Regions from separate parts of the Zea mays genome. Here all the other regions are linked to region 2. A link is a contact called in public Hi-C data. All regions are on one chromosome and are shown on one strand. Each heading gives the region's core, a stretch centred on a gene start, on an enhancer-like site or on the middle of the called end of the contact. The rest is flanking DNA. Distances are from core to core; before and after follow the strand shown.

Region 1 (3,542 bases), core at 377-2,876, 290 kb after region 2:
TCATATATGTATATTTTTAATATATTTTTATCATTTAAACACCATATACTATTATAGGGTCGTTAGGCTCATCGGGTCGTGGGCCGACCCAGCACGATTAATACCTTAGCGTGTCGTGCTTGGGCCTCGCTGGAGGCCCGTGGGCCGGCACGGCACGGCCCGCTAGCTAATCCGAGCCGGGCCGGCACGATCCCAATCCGTGCTGGCCCTAGTCGGGCTGGGGCCGGGTCGGCGCGGTCCGCCCATTTAGACATGTATAGTTCCAAAGTATGATGGGATGGAGCCACTCCATTCTCAATTTGTTGTTGTTTGGATTGGTTCTGTGGAATAGAGTGGTTGTAAAAAATTGTGCTAAAATACGAAATCATTTATCTTCAAAATCTCCTGATCACAGTCGCAACCTCCCTGGGATGGAGCCACGCTCCATTCTAACTGGCTCTGTAACCAAACATTACCTTATACCCATATTTAAATTTTACTTAGCGAACACTGATTTCTACAATATAAAACAGTGCAAATCAATCTTTAAATAATTACTTTTTAAATAATTATATAGGCGACCTGTCCGTCTAAACAAACCCTTGTATCCTTGCCATGTGGCTAGGCTCCACGCCCCGACCAAACAACCAAACACAAGGCTAGTTTGGGAGCCGTATAATCGGAGGGGATTGGAGAGCTAAAATCCCCTCCTTATTCATTTTGAAGGAAGGGCTACTACCTCCAGTTATTAGTGGGCTTTTTTCTCTATGGGAAATACTTAATCGAGTTCGGTCGTTTTTTCCGAAGAAAGAAGACTCCTCTCCATAGGGCAAGGCATAGAAGTACAAGTGGGAAAACGAGGAATGGGGCGTCAAACTGTTGGAAATAAATGGGTTAGTTAAGTGCAAAGCTGATGGGTCTGTCGATAGATAGTTGGCTCGCTTAGTAGCAAAGGGATCCGTTAGGTAGATTAGAATGAGACATTCGTTGAAAGAAAAGCCTAGTTTGACGCTTCCTAATTGAATGAACTGATCGAACTTCTTTTCTTCACTCCAAAGCAAGGGGATTATATGATAATCATCACCAACGATTTGAAGGCTAGGATGAAGTAATATCCCTTACGAGAATTGAACCCGTATCTTCGACATGAAAAGACGATGTCCTAACCACTGGATGAAAGGGACCAAAAAGCAATTCTTCATATACCTAAGAAAAGAGAAGAGAATAGAAGTGGTTCTTTTTTTTTCTATACAAAATTCGACGATTTCGTTTGTGTTCATGTTGGCGATTTCAGATGTGAATGAGGCCGGTCGCCTCCCCTTCATATGAGTTCCCAGTGACACATCAACCACGCCCCTTCTTTTTCTCCGATCATAAATAACATGATCTCTTTCTTTGTCTTTCATTCCCTTCTTTCTAATTCAAAAAAGTAAGGAGGGCGGTAAGGCGCCTATAGTTTGATAGGTAGGCTCGCAACTTACAAAGGGCACTCACTGCTCGCAGGCCTGCTCTTTCTATTATAATTTCTATTTACTCCTTGAAAATAAATAAGGAGAGGATTTTAGCTCTCCAATCTCTTCCAATTCTGCGGCTCCCAAACTAGCGCACGGTTTTATTATCTTAGCCCTCAAGAAAGACAGGCTACCAAACCGCCGCTCGCGTCGGTCACGCCAGGCCTGACGCGAGCACATCGCAATCCTAGCCACCAAAACAATGCCCGGCGGCAAGCGCCGCCGCGCACGCAACCCCACCGCCGGCGGGCCTCAGCGTAGCGCCGGCGCAGGTCGTCGTCGTCCCGTCCCCGAGCTCCCGTCTTTTGTCTCCCCCGCTTCTGTCGCCGCCGCCTTCTCCCCCGCCTCGGGCGGCCGCAGCCGCGGGCGGTGCGCCCGGCGTTGCGGCGCCTACTCCGATGGCGAGTCCTCCCACGCCGTCCCCTTTAGCTATCCTTCCCTCCGCTCCTGCTCCGCTTATCCGGAGCGTGATCAGGCGCAGGCACTGGAGGTGACCATCGACACCGCACCCTGCGCCGACCCAGCCGCTTCCGTCCCGATGTACTCGTACGGCCCCGCCGTGCTCGGTGAGACCGGGCTTGTGCTGAGTGCGGACGAGGAGGAGGCCTGTGATAGAGGGCTGCATCTCGGGTTAGGATTCCGGGATGGAGGACACGATGAGATGGAGCTCAAATTGAAAGAGCTGACAGAGGAAGATGTCTCCTTCAAGACGCCCAAGCGGAAGCAGGAGCAGAGGGCGAAGGCCAACCCAGGATTTTTGTTGATTGGGGGAGTCAGGATTTACACGGAGGACATCTCATCATCAGAATCGGATCGGATGAGCAGCTCTGATGTGGATTTAGAGCCCAACTCAGGTGATGGGGAGAGATTTGAGAATGATGATGGTGACAGTGACGAGGAAGATAGGCAAGGCGAGGAGAGAGATTCAATATCTGATAGCGAGTCATTAGGATCGGAATCAGATGAAGATTTGAGCACCGGGGATTCTTCTTCAGTTGACAATGAGGTTGTTGCTGATTACATGGAGGGTATTGGTGGGAGTGACGAGCTGTTGAGCAGTAAGTGGATCACTAGTATGAATTTGGGTGATGCAGATACTATAGAGCAGATGTATACAAATGACAATGATGGGTTTGTGAAGAAGGGGAAGGAAAAGCTTGAGGGTTATGCACTAATGACTGCATCCGAGCAGTATGGGATGAAGAGGCGGAACTCCCTTGAGCAGCGGAAGGGAAAAGGAATGGTTTGTGACAGGGATTTGTCAAGCATGCAAGTGATGGACCAGGAAGATATGTTCATGGTGAACAATGTCTGGATGCCAAACAGGTCAAGAAAGGGGATGAAGACAGGATCATCATCCTCTCAGCTCTCACAGTCGTGGCCTAAAGATGATAGGAAAAGCAAAAACTATCAGAGCAGGCCAGGTATTAGGTTCTCCATTTCTTGCCCTGTGTTTTCCTTTGGTTTCTGTGGTAAATTTGTTAAATTTTGTAAAACGAGAATCTAGATGTCTTGGATAATGGGCTAACCTGATATAAACCTTACTAGATACATTGTGCTTGCATTCATTGACGCAATGTACTGGAGAAAATAAGAGTATATTAGTACCCAGTCAATCCACTTATAAATCTCATAAAACTATCATCGGTTGGTCACTTGCTTTCTCAGGGTTGAAGAATGAGGATGAGGTTTCTAGAATAGAGGGTAGTGAAGCAACTCTTTTTTTAAACTTATCTTTGATAGTGGCTATATATTCCTACTTTTATGAGATACCTGCTCTCCAATTTGAACATTAGCAATTTGATATTGCTATAAATGGAGATATTTGTTGTTTTGGAATTGGAACACAATTTGTCATGCTGTTTTTTTGGAGAAGTTATTGAAGACAATCTGTCTTCGCATAACTGAAGTATGAAACATTGGTCATCATTAGTGTTTCTAGTATGTCCGCGGGTGCAATAAATTAGCTGAGCTTTTCACTTTGTGATTTATTGATTGTTGTAATGGATTGAAAAGTTCTTATTAAAGTTAAGACTTGAGGATGCGTTGGTT
Region 2 (3,060 bases), core at 11-2,510:
AATTAATATATCTAGAGAATTTGTCTATGCAACACTCTAGTGTTTTGGGCTCTTCCGTCGTCCGGTTTTTTCTTCGTATCTTAGCTGGCTTGCCTTGGTTTATCCCTTCCTGAGTCCTCAGTCACTTAGAGCCTTTCTGCCTCTTTTCCTCCTCCTAACATGCCCCACAGCCAACCAGCCTGCGGGCGCAGTAGGGTTTCGCTAGAGCTCTACGGCTACGGCCGCAGCCGTGAAGCTCCAATGAGACCCTACCTCGCTGCAGCAACCTCCTCCTTCCCCTCCCCCAGAAGACCTCTTGATGATGGTTGCCCCGCCCCCAACCTGGCCTAACCGCCGCCTGCTCAAGTGGCATTACCGTGCCTCCACCTCGCCGCCATCTCTCCTATCCCCACTCCCTGGCCTGCCTGCCTCCCCAAAAAATTCTTCTAAGCCTGCCAGATATGGAGGACAGAGAGAGAGAGAAAGAGCATTGTATAGCATTTCTCTGTATAAATCGAAGTATAACAAACCTCACAGAGGATGGAGAGCATGTCCCTCGGATTGCAATTCGTCACGAAGAACTTTAGGATAGCTGCGGCAACATCCCGGCATCTCCCCATTCGAGCCCCTAGCTTCGCCACGGGTTTGGGAAGCACAAGCGAGAGCGCGTCAAGGGCCATCTGTTGTCAGGACATAACAACGAAATCAGTACGCCAAACACCCATCGTTATCCGTTCTCCCAAGCACATCAAAAAAATCGCAAGACACGTCAATTCGAGAGGAACGCGTTCCGACCTGGTTCGAGATCGATGACGGGCGAGAGAGGAACTCGAGCACCTCGCGAAGCAGCACTTCGGAGGCCCCTGACCTCGACGCGTCTTGGCTGTCGTCGCTCCCGTCATCGAGCTCGCCACTTACGCCGGCTGCGGTGTCAAGAATGTCGGAGATGGTGAAGGAGGCGGTTTCGGAAGCATTGAAGTTGCCGGACTCGCAAGCCTGTGGTGGAACGGAGATGGTGAGAGTTTAAAAGGGCTCCGGGAGACCGGGACCGGAAAGAAGCAATTGGTTCGAGAGATTAAGGTGTACTAAGATCGGGTTAATGGGTTACCTCGGAAAGGGCGGTAAGTGCTTCGCGGAGGCGGCCAGGGTACGGGGCTGCGGAGGCGGCCGGAGTAATGGGGTCTTCGGCGATGGCGGCGGCGGAGGGTTCGACGGCGTTCATGGCGCTGCTGCGGTGCCGCAGCCCGCACTATTGCCGATTATGTAGGGGGGAAAGTTTAGCATGTGACATTTTCAATGTAGATATTTCGTAGGTCTATAAACTTTTAAAGACCGTGCATTGCGACGGCTCACAACAATACACACGTAAATTATTCACTAAAAAATTTTAAGATTTTTTTGTTGATTGTCTCCGCACTTCGCATAATATTGTTTATAAACGCACAGGTACCATAGGCAGTAAATCAGAGACCCCATCACTCGACTCCCCCACTTTCAAGGTTTCGTAGAGCAAGAGGGGAAGTGAAGAGGCGGACATACATGTTCATGCCGAAGAAAGACACGACGAAGATATGTGCATCTGGAGGCAACATAGGTAGTATAATGCTAGATATATAGGGAGAGAGCACGCAATCGGAGAAAGAAGCCCAGCCGGAGCAGCTCCAACCCGAGAGGCACACGCACTAGACGGTCAATCCGAGAAGGGCGAGAGAATGTGAGTGTCTTCCCAGCCCTGGACCCGCCGAAGCGACACAACGCTATCACCAACTCCGTAGCATATGCCGACTACTGCCACGCTACGGGCCTTGGTTGTCCAATATCTCAGACCTGGACTCATCATCACCAAGATAATCTAAGCGTGTCAGGCGCCACCATGTCCTCCTCGACGGCACGCACGGAGAAAGGCCAGGAGTTTTGACCGACTCGCCTCGTACCCGTGTTGACGAGCGCCGGTCGGCTCACGGCTGCGACCGTGGGCGGGGGCAGCAAGTTGGGGAGGAAGAATAGGGCGAAGGCCGGGAAGACGAACGGGACGTCCGACGACAGCGAAAACGATGGTGCGCGCATGATGTGAAACGTCCTCGTGGACGTGCAATAGACACTGCGCGAGTCGGTGTTGGGCTGGTGTTAGACGAATACGAGGAGTAGGCACATGCTCCTACGCCCTGTGCCGAGAATGGGGTGGCGCGAAGGTGGAGGCATGAGGAGAGAGAGAGAGAGAAAAGAAGTAGAATGGCGAACGAGGTGGTGGCAACTGAGGCAAGGATCATCATTATCGTGGGGAGGTATAGATGGCCAAATGAGTCGTGTCTGGCGAGCCGGTTCGAGGCACGACCCATTTAATAGTGCCTGGGCCAACCCGGCACGAGCGTCGTGCGGTGCTTGGGTTGTAGCCTCGGCCCGTAGTGCTGGCCCGGCCCGACACAATTATTTTTTTGTTTTACAAAAAAATCATATATACATATGTACAATTTATATTCAATATTATAAACACCTAAGCATGATGTTCTACTGGTTAGTTAGCTTCGCCCAGTGTCTCCCAACCTTCTTCCATAAGGGTGTGGGTTCAAACCCCACCTCCTGTACTGCTTTTTAACATTTTACACTGAGTTGATTTGGAAGAAATGTAGGGACTTTTTGTAAAAAGATGACGCAGGACGACCGTTGAGGGACTTTTTTGTAAAAAGATGATGCGGGACGACTGTTGAAACTGGTGCTTTAAGTATAGTAGAGATTTATTAAGGTCTTAATCTCTATTCAAGTGAATTAAAACACGACCGAAACATGTCTTCTTTTTGTTAAGAACCCCTTCCTACCGAGTGTAGTCCAAGGGCTCATTAACTGAATAATAATAGAACACAAGGAGACAAGAGTATAGAGAGGGACTGATTCTTTATTATGTGGTGTTGTTGTCCAAGGGGTACAAGTTATGGAGACCTCCTCTATATTTATAGACAAAATCTAGGGTTTTAGGCATATGGGCCACATGGGCCTTCTTGGCCCAAAAGGGTTTCTTAACACTCCCCCTTGGTCCAATGCCGCGAGATGCATATGTCCCAAAAACTCCATAAAACCCAAGTG
Region 3 (3,526 bases), core at 871-3,370, 310 kb after region 2:
TGGAAGTTTGTTCTGTTCATTTGTATCTAATAAATTTAAAATGTACAAACCTTTGTTGTTATTGTTATTAAGGATCTTATTTGCTTGGTTTATTTCGCATTTATATAGCTTATCCTTCCTGTCAAATCAATAATTCTTCCTTGCAGATTTGTAACTGTGACATTGACTGGGCACTCTTCCTTGCCATCTGCAGATGGCCAAGTTCGACTTGAAAAGGTGTCTACTTTGTTTTTTTCCACTGGAGATAGTATACCTCCTGTTCTTATACTGTTGCTTATCATTTTAGTTCTTTTTTACAGTCTAGTCATTTCTGAAGATGATATAATTCGTAATTGTAACTAGGTGCGGATAACAAGCCAAGTGCACTTCTTTTTGAGCTTTAGGTCAAACTGATGTAATCTTATTTATGAGTTTTCCAATCTATCAGTAATTCAAAATCATCTGTTTTATTTTAAATGAAAAACGAGTTCAATCGGAACAATTTTGAAACTAGTTACAGAGCCAGCTCAATGAGTTTTTTTTGTCCAGCCCCAATTGTATCATATAAAGCTTTAATTACTGATCAAATTGTATCATGCCATTTTTGTGTTTCAAAAGATGCCACTATTCCCTTTATCCCCCTTCTTGATGCTGGTCTCCTCACTGCTAATTGTTTCAATATATATGTTATCTAACCACTTTGTTAAATGATTCCAGCTTTTGGGGACTGAATCTGAGAACTCTGTCTCGAGCTCTAAAGGCCCAGCACGACTGAAGGGCCATTCTGCTCCAGGAAAGTGTGTAAAACACTGGGAATCCAGTGGAAATAAATCTACCAAGAAACAGGTCTCCTTCGCAGAGCGTCCAGTATCTTTTGTCAAGTGTGGAACCATTGTGGACTCCCTTACTGAGGCAATAGCTGGCCCAAGTGGTGGTGATACCTCGTGTGTTAAACCTGTTGAAAGTAACTCCACCCATCTAGGCTCCTTTGAGGTGCACACCAAGGGCTTTGGTTCAAAGATGATGGCCAAAATGGGATTCATCGAGGGCACTGGCCTTGGTAAAGATGGCCAAGGTATAGTGCAGCCGATACAAGCCGTGCATCGTCCCAAATCTCTTGGACTAGGTGTAGAATTTGACAGTGTGGCTGAGGCGATCAAAGCAAGGGCAGAACCCATCAAATTAATTTCAGAGCTGAGGCGGAATGTGTGGGCACCAGAGACGAGTGGCGTTGGCTCCTTTGAGAAACACACCAAGGGTTTTGGCTCCAAAATGATGGTGAATATGGGGTTTGTCCCAGGGTCCGGACTGGGGAAGGATGGCCAGGGCATTGCCACCCCCTTGACCGGAGTAAGGCGACCGAAATCACGGGGACTGGGAGCCGAGGACAAATATTAGCTTACACCATTTTCGCATTTGATGTATCTTTCTTGTCGTGTTCCTTGTTACATGCGGATTACATAGTTTGCTGGGAGGGCGAACCTTTGAGCACCCTGAATGGTGAAACAATGGGTTTTCACTTGTTTCTTTCAACTTCTCAATGAAGTTTTATATATTTGTTCTATCAATGTTATATTTGTTTCATTTTTCTATGGCCCTTGCTTGTGCAACTGAATGATTGTGAATAGGCTCATCACTAAGTGAGAAGAGGTCAACTTTATCCGCTCGAGGCCGCACGAGTCTCGGAAATCTCTACCCCTGCTGCGGCTGCTTGCATCCTCTCTTATGTGGGGATGAAAATGGTACGGATATAGCTAGATATAGGGTTATCCTCTATCCTACTCTAATGTATTTTTATCGGATACAAGACTAGATATGGATAGTTAAAATTCGGGACGAATACAAAACGGGACCGAGTAATAATCCGGGTGGGTAAGAAACGGGATATTCTGGATAGTTGTCGGGTAGTTCATCCTGATAATATTAATTGTCCAACCCTACAACAATTATATAAATTAAGAAATATATAGTTCAAATATAAGAAATGCCACGTTAGCTGTGCACGATGCCTCAGCGATGCACGACCAAGCGTCCAAACCAACCATGATGTCTCTCATCGACTCAGCCACTACCAAATGGCCACCTAATCTAGAAGCTTTAGGCCTTGCTTTCTGCTGAATTGGTGTAATGGGCTCAGCAGGGAGCAGCACAGCCGCCAGCAGGCCCAGGCATCAAGCGCACAGGCACGCAGCCCACAGACAGCAGCGCAGCATCACTTTGGTCCGGGTATCCGACCACCGCTACCCGTATCTGACCCAGGATAGGTACTTACTGGGTACTCGCGATTCTGTATTCTACCCGTATCCGGGATTCAATATCTGTGTAGTATCCGTATCCATCCCGTCAAAAAAAACCTGTATCCGCATTTAAAAATTTCGCACGTTTTCGTACCCATATCCGATACCCGTTCCGGGTACCCATCCCGTATTCATCCCTACCCTTCTGTCTCTGTCGTCCTCGCCAGCAGCAGGGAGAGGCGGGCAACCATCCTCTTCACATATCTATGTGGATAGAAAATAAAAATAGATATCTAAATTATGGTACATGAAAAACATACAATACAATGTATGCAAACAAGACTTGGGTGCAATTAGCAAACGAGTTTTCTGGGTCTTCAAATGAGGATCTAACCGTAAATGCATCTTTAGCACATACACCCTCGCACTAGGTCACTCCAATCTTACGGATACCCACTGTCGCTCTATTATCCTTTCCCGATCGTGTCTGATGTTAGTCACCTGTTAAGATTTCTGAAGAGAACCAAAGCAGCGCAACACCATTAAAGTGACATAGTCCTTTTCCCTTCAATCCACCCATAGAGAAGAGGAAGATTAAGGGGAGTGTTGGAACTTGCTAACTCGGGGCCAACCAAGCTCAAACGGTGGGAGAATAGAAAGCGGTTTGATGCTAGTAGATGCAAGGTATTAGGGCAACTGTGTTTTTTTCCGTCCCCCGCAATGGTACATTATGGGGGTATTTATAGGTAACCGAGGGTCGGCCCTGCCATGCCAAGGACAATTACACCCTCAGTTACCTAGGTTATCCCCGGAATATTCCCCCTTGGGGGGGTTATGGCGGGTCATTATAGCGTAATCAATTATAGACATGGGCCAACCCTCTATCAGCCCTACCAGCGTGGCGGCCTATGGTCGGGACCCTGTGACATGGACCGACTATACACGGGCCCCATTTTACAATGTGGAAGATTACAACGCATGGTCTTCGTAGTCCTAGTTTGCTCGATCTCCGGAGTCCTTGATGGTCTTCGCGTCGGCCTATCCGGGCGAAGGTAGTGCCTGAGTATTCACAAGTGCGTCGTCCCTAAGCACTTCGCAGAGTGGCTCAATTTTTAGGCATTTGTGGTCTTCAGTCTTGAATCCTCTGGCGCGGACACATCGAGCGAGGGGGGCGTTACACCTTCGCCCCAACATTTTCCCTCTAAGGGACCAGTTCCACTAAGTCAGCTGGTGCCGAAGTCTGTCGTGAGATGGCGAAAATGCTGCCCTCGCTCGAAGTGGTCCCACGGGGTTTTTTGAGATGTGACCGT

What was found. Hi-C and Micro-C count contacts between places; a contact is called where the count stands out from the background.
Region 1: a contact with region 2 is called in a Hi-C map of endosperm, with 3 times the contacts expected there. The contact joins the promoter of LOC100286119 here to the promoter of LOC100191395 in region 2. A contact is called at or near these places in 12 of 25 Hi-C or Micro-C datasets (bundle sheath, ear, endosperm and 5 more).
Region 3: a Hi-C map of leaf shows a contact between it and region 2, with 2.7 times the contacts expected there. The contact joins the enhancer-like site here to the promoter of LOC100191395 in region 2. A contact is called at or near these places in 9 of 25 Hi-C or Micro-C datasets (bundle sheath, ear, leaf and 3 more).

Annotation. Positions count from the first base shown.
Region 1 is chr1:148,474,362-148,477,903 of Zm-B73-REFERENCE-NAM-5.0, reverse strand. LOC100286119 (G-patch domain containing protein) reads left to right here and starts at 1,626. Exons shown (of 6, transcript NM_001159007.2): 1 at 1,626-2,914. The coding sequence starts at 1,693.
Region 2 is chr1:148,766,020-148,769,079 of Zm-B73-REFERENCE-NAM-5.0, reverse strand. LOC100191395 (aberrant lateral root formation 4) reads right to left here and starts at 1,260. Exons shown (of 14, transcript NM_001136829.1): 1 at 1,088-1,260; 2 at 775-975; 3 at 510-659. The coding sequence starts at 1,201.
Region 3 is chr1:148,456,790-148,460,315 of Zm-B73-REFERENCE-NAM-5.0, reverse strand. It overlaps LOC100286119 (G-patch domain containing protein), which reads left to right. Exons shown (of 6, transcript NM_001159007.2): 5 at 147-216; 6 at 697-1,567. The coding sequence ends at 1,377. Among protein-coding and RNA genes, the nearest start is that of LOC100286119, 18 kb to the left of the region's middle. Within about 2 kb of position 2,120, at least 17 of the 20 cell types and tissues checked have an H3K27ac peak or open chromatin away from gene starts, as enhancers often do. A contact at or near this core is called in bundle sheath, ear, leaf and 1 more, where this site is marked.